Regions from separate parts of the Mus musculus genome. Here region 2 is linked to region 1. Evidence: chromatin contacts called from public HiChIP or PLAC-seq data. All regions are on one chromosome and are shown on one strand. Each heading gives the region's core, a stretch centred on a gene start, on an enhancer-like site or on the middle of the called end of the contact. The rest is flanking DNA. Distances are from core to core; before and after follow the strand shown.

Region 1 (2,852 bases), core at 264-2,763:
AAAAAATAATAAAGGTAGAAGGGGAAACCCTGTGATAGGAAAAAAAATGCTCACATCTTTTATGGTATGGAAAAGTTGAAATAGCAAAAATAAAATGAATACTAAATCCTTTAAGAAAGTACCTTGGGTTTTTTTGTTTTGTTATTTTCTTTCTACTCTTCTTTTGTTAGGGGGGAGGTGTTTCTATACAGGGTTTTCTCTATGTCATCCCTGCTGACCTAGAACTGAAAAGATTAGTTTGCCTCTGTCTCTTGATTCTGGGATTAAAAAACAAACAAACAAACACCCCCAAAAAAACCAGCCTGGCTTATTTTTCCTCTTCTCTTCTCTTCTCTTCTCTTCTCTTCTCTTCTCTTCTCTTCTCTTCTCTTCTCTTCTCTTCTCTTCTCTTCTCTCTTCTAGGCTTATCTCCCCTCCCCTCCCCTCCCCTCTCTCCTCCTCCTCCTCCTCCTCCTCTTCCTCCTCTCCTCTCCTCTCCTCTCCTCTCCTCCCCCCCCCCCAGCATTTCTGCCTGAACATCAAATGGGTTATGGCTCTGAAACCAAACCAACTTCCTCCTTCCCCGTTAAAACTATCTACCCAACTTTCTTAACTTTTCTGTATTCAATGAATACGGTCCTCTCTTACATATTTTAGGACTCCAAAGGCAAACTTCTCAGCAACTGGTAACACTGCAAATGTTAAACTGCAAACTATAGACACGTTATTTTAAAAGGTTCACATTTATCTCGCACAACCACCCAACCTGTCTAGAATCAAAGAGGTTTCCACGCTTGACTTGCAAATGATCTCAAGGTCCCAAACTCGTTTGTTTATTTTTATTCTGTGATTTAAAGTGTGTAAAATATAGTCTATGTTGCAGTTTCAGAAGGCACCTTCCAGCCTTTTTAGTCAAGTTGAAACCGATGTTCTTTTTCTTCAGCTTATTATGCACAGGCTCTGGAATGCACATTTGTTTCACGGGAATTTTCTTTGTTAGAGTTAGAAAGGATAGTTACAGACATTTCTAGGGCCAGGACTCCTTTTAGGCTGAAACTTAGTAATCTGGTAAAAGCAAGACCAGAATTAATCAGCTGACAGTAGATGGGAGAAACAAGACTTCTCAAAAATAAGACACTGAAAACTCGATGCCAAAATGGTTTCACTATAACAAGTTAGTTTAATGGGTGGCTCCGGTGGGCAGCAGCAACAACAAAAACAAACAAACAAACAAAAATATCTGGGGTATGCATTTCAAATGGTAATTGAAATGTTATCTCTTCCTGAACAAAAGTTACCCGACTGCAGATGGGACACTCCTTGCCTACCTGAATCGGGGTACGACCGAAAGAGTTCGGGGCGTTGGGCGAAACCCCGGCTTCCAGCAGTGCCCGCACGTCATGCACACGGCCCTGGGCCGCCGCCCTGGCCAGTCTGTCTGCAGCGGACTCCATGCTGCTCCAGATGGCTCTCCTCGAGTTCGCTTTCCTCGCGGAGATTCAGTGCCCGCCCAATCGCCCAGTCGTGTGACCAGTGGGTCCCTCCTTCCTTCCTCTGAGGATGGTGTGGGGGGGGGGGGGAGCCACACTCTGCTCCTGACCTGGCTCCACAGCCCGCCATAGGTGGCGCTATTTGCCCTGAATATAGCATGAATTGAACACCCCTGAAAACACTGCTGTTCCCCCCACCTCCGGATGGGGGAGGGGAAAGGGATGGAGCCCGGACTACAGAAGAGATGCAGGGTTCAGGAGGAGAGCTGGGCGTTGAAACAGCGCTAAAGGATCGGACAGCCCCCGCCTGCTACCCACGCTAACACCCCTCCCCCATGCCTGGTCACCCTTTGACACGCTGGGCTCCTTCTGGACCCGCACAGCAAAGAAGTGCACACGTGTCTTCTGAGAAAGTGAACTAGTCCTTCTCGAAATCTCTCCTTCCTCCCCAGTGCAACACCCAGGTATTAGAAAAACGAAGGAGGGTAATTTTCATCACTACACTGAAACTTAAGGTATTTAACATCTTAGCAGAAAATTGTGTCATCTTTTATTCAGAAGAAAGAGCTACAACTTCGCCAAGCTGAGATCCCAACAACCCTAGCTCAAACAACTCATTTTGGAGGGTACCACGCCCAGTATGAAATCCGAATCTTTGCGAAGGATTTGCAGAAACATTTCTGATGTTGCTGTATCAGTGCTAGGATTCTGTACACAACTATAAAAAAGTGACGGGGTGAAGTCATCGGAGGGCAATCTGCTTATAAAGTATTTCTATTTTATGGGGCTGTTGTTTGTTTAAATGAGTTGGTGTGCTGCGCATAAACGTTGCACCGGTTTAAATTGTTCGTTAAAAACGTCTTTGCAATCTTGTGAGGCAGGAAGAAGAACACGCTTTGGGCAGAGTTACCAGTACTGGACAGAAGGGAGGATTTAAAAAGACAGTCCTCACCAGAAAGGCAATGGCCCTTTCTTCCACTCCTGGAACTCAGCATAAACTCAGAACTCTGTCTCCCTTCTGCCTCCTGGGTGCCAGGATTAAAGGCCTGGCATTATTTTCTGCAGATTTTGAATAATTTTCTCTCCCCATATTCTTTATATGGCCACAGCTATTTTTGACTTTGTATGTGTGTGGTGAGAATGTCAGTCATATCCTGTGGACACAAAACTACAGACAGACAGAGAACTGACCCCTCATTTACCAACTCCACGAATTCAAATGTGTGGGGGGGGGGGAGGGAGAGGGAGGGAGAGAGGAGGGGGAGAGGGAGGGAGGGGGAGGGAGAGAGAGACAGAGAGAGAGAGAGAGAGAGAGAGAGAGAGAGAGAGGAGACACACACACACACACACACACACACACACACACACAGAGACAGAGACAGA
Region 2 (3,159 bases), core at 147-2,646, 230 kb after region 1:
AGAGGCCCTAAGCTGATTAAAATGAGTAATAGAATCCTAATAAGCACAAATGATGTTTAGTGGTAATTAGAACAGTTGTCATAATATGAAAATATCTGACATATTAGAGAAAATGCTCGTTATTATTCTAATGACCACAATTTCTGCTTTTTCTTCTCATAATAGTCAGAAATACTAAGTTATGAGACACCAGTTATAAAAACAAATACATAGCATTTCCCTACTCCATTTTATAGATCCTGTGAATGGAAGGGGCTATGGAGCCCACGTAAGGACCTTTGCTTTGAGCTGGTCACTTACTGCTGTCAGGGGCATGATGGCACCAAAAACCTGGTAATCTTTCAGACTAGGATTTCAGCTTTACTTTCATTACTGGATCCTCACAGAGATGGTGGTTCGAGGCCCTTTGATTTCTCTGGTTGAAGGATTTTGCCTGTAGGTGTCTGATGCAGATTTTCTTTTCTCACACACTGGCTACAAGGGTGACATGGGAGAGTTGCTCAGTGTGCCTTTGACACCATTGTCTTTTGGGAATCCCAGCTTCGGGGCTGTTTTTCAACTTATTGGCATGGAGTCCTAGGTCCTCCTGAATCACAAAGACCCACAAGGCAAATGCTGATTCTGGTCCTTGGATGGCTCTGTGGTTATGTGATTTCTCGTCACTTCTGATCTCTCAGAATTTCCCTGACTTTCTCAGATACACATTCATTTTTCAAAAGAAAATCACTCTACAAAGCTTCCGTTTTTGTTTCCTGTTGGATGACCTTCTCCTGAGAGGGTTTCTTTGGGTAGCTAGAATATTGTCCTGATTCTGATCAAATTAATCTTGCCTAATCCTGTTTGATGCTTGCAGACATCCTATGACATAGCTCATCAGAGATGAAGAGAGGAGAAAGTAAGCAGCCTTTTGGTTTGATCAATAAATGAGTGAATTTTTATGCTACCACATAAATGAGTAATGGTGTATTTTGAGGTTATGCGACATGCCATCACGTTGACGAATTAGGAATACCCCTCTTTGGAGAGAGTGGTACCTTTTTAACTTGCTCCAGGAAAAATAAAAAGAAAAAATAAAAAGAATTTATATACATTGCCATTATAAACAGTCTTTTAAGAGAAAAGTTCTCTGAAATGGACCCACACTGTCCTGTCATTTACTACCCCCTCTTCTACACTGCTAGGTGTGTTTCTCTTCTTCTCCTCTCCTCCTTCTTCATCCTCCTCCTCTCCTCTCTTCCCTCCTTCTTCTTTTTCATTTTATTAATTTTTTTTTAAAAAAAAACCAGCCTCATTATGAAGTTCCTGCATTTCTACTCTGTACCATGGCCTGATGGGCTCCTTGCTCATTTTTCTGGGGATTGCGAGGTGTCTGGTGTCTGTCTTGCAGTGTTCCTTGTTGAGATGAGTCACAACAGAAATGCAATCTCAGACATTTCTTCTGCCGTGCAGCAGACCATGAAGCAAAGCAGAGGGCAATCTGTTTATAAGTCAAACAACTACACTTGCAGAGAAAGCTAAGCAGTCAGCTTTGTCCAGGCTGGGAAGCCAATCTTACTGAATTTCTTTGCTTGGGCTACTACAAAATGAGCTCAACACAATACACAGGTCTACTGGGTCCCTTAAAGAAGCCTGCACAGGGGTTCACCTAAGCTGCACAAAAAATCTCCATCAGTTTCTCTCATCCCCCTCCCCCTTTCAATCGGCAAGTGTTTTGTAAGCACCTGCAGTGAGCAGACAGCAAGCAAGGAGGTGGTAAAATCCACAGGGAAGCATAAGGAAATGATTAACACGTTTGGTTTGTTAGGACTGCTAAGTGCAAATGGCCTTAGAGGCATAAAGCGCTGGCTCCACACATTTGTCTTTCTACTCTGCTGCCCGTATTTTTGCTGGTTTTCCCCAGCTGGCCTTGCTGGCCCCTCAAGGTTTTTCTTTTTCTTCATTCTTTTCCTGTCTTCCTGCGCATGTGCCAATTGATTACTACACATTATCAGTGCTTTCTCTCAAGAGCAGGCCATCTCAGGTCAGGCCCCTCATTCTGAGCCCTCCTAGGACTAACTGAGGTACTTCATCATATAGACACATTTCCCCCCGGAACTTCTCTCGTCTCTTTTCTGTTCCAGCCCCAGCAGTTTATACCTGCCCACCTGCTTTGGCTTTTTCTCTTGCTCATTTACGCACTTATTTATGTGTGTTAACTTCCCAAGAATTCTCTCTTAACATTTCAAAAGTATCTCTCATCTTTCATTATGAGTTGTTTGCAACTCCTACAAACCTAATGCTGCAAAATTAGTTCTTATATTTTTTGAGATTATAATATAATTAATTACATCATTTCCCCCTTCCCTTTCCTTCCTTCAAAGCTTCCCATAAACCCTTGCTTGCTCTTTCTCAGATTCATGATGTCTTTTTTATTCATGATTGGTGTGTGTACACACACACACACACACACACACACACACACACACACACATATATATTCCTAAATATATATGTACAACTGCTCAACCTGATTAATATTACTTGTACGTATGCGTTCAGGGCTGACCACTTCGTGTTACATAAGCAATAATTGGTTATTGGATAATTAGTGTGCCCTTCCCTGGGGAAGACTATTTTCCCATTATCAAGGTTCCTTAGTTGAAAATCTGATTTTTTTTTAATCTTCAACAACTCAGAAATATTTCAATATGTGTGGAAGTTTTTTTAAATTCATCTGACTACTGGGGCTAAATTTAGCCAAGGCATTGTCATTGTACAGAGTCAAACTTCATAGGCTTATTGTTAGTTGCAAGATGTGACTATACACAAAATAACCATAAAAGTTGTAGTCATAGAATAAATACCGATTGGCCAAACAGTGCATCTCCTCTCTTCATTTGTCATTTCCTTTCTTTCCTCATGTAATTATTTCTTCATTTGTTTCTTTACCTACGTCTGGAAGAAAATACTCTACGTGGCCATCATTGTTCCTAGTGCATGGGAGGTACAGGGTGGCATAGGAGGATGTGGGGCCTACCCTGGAAGATGGGGAGGTGTGTTGTTTGAATATGCCAAGAAAAAAAAATAAAACAGGTTGCATACTACCATGTCCAGTGTGCCTTTGGTTTAACCCTCTTTGAGATCCCTTGGTCATCTATTATCCCGGGGGAATTTTGTTAG

The links. HiChIP or PLAC-seq counts read pairs in DNA pulled down with a chosen protein or histone mark.
Region 2: a contact with region 1 is called in an H3K4me3 HiChIP or PLAC-seq map of embryonic limb bud, with 4 times the contacts expected there. The contact joins the enhancer-like site here to the promoter of Cdkn2a in region 1. A contact is called at or near these places in 5 of 39 promoter capture datasets (the C10 cell line, cranial neural crest, embryonic stem cells and 2 more), 3 of 484 Hi-C or Micro-C datasets (bone marrow-derived dendritic cells, bone marrow-derived macrophages and forebrain neurons), 16 of 115 datasets of contacts at active chromatin or transcription factors (acute myeloid leukemia, bone marrow-derived dendritic cells, craniofacial prominence and 12 more) and 4 of 9 other capture datasets (adipose tissue, liver, macrophages and 1 more).

The regions. Positions count from the first base shown.
Region 1 is chr4:89,280,679-89,283,530 of GRCm38.p6, forward strand. Cdkn2a (cyclin dependent kinase inhibitor 2A) reads right to left here and starts at 1,514. Exons shown (of 3, transcript NM_001040654.1): 1 at 1,308-1,514. The coding sequence starts at 1,433.
Region 2 is chr4:89,506,850-89,510,008 of GRCm38.p6, forward strand. All of the region lies in intron 7 of Gm12610 (predicted gene 12610), which reads left to right. Among named protein-coding and RNA genes, the nearest start is that of Dmrta1, 180 kb to the right of the region's middle. Within about 2 kb of position 1,397, at least 40 of the 459 cell types and tissues checked have an H3K27ac peak or open chromatin away from gene starts, as enhancers often do. A contact at or near this core is called in bone marrow-derived macrophages, embryonic limb bud, pancreatic islet and 1 more, where this site is marked.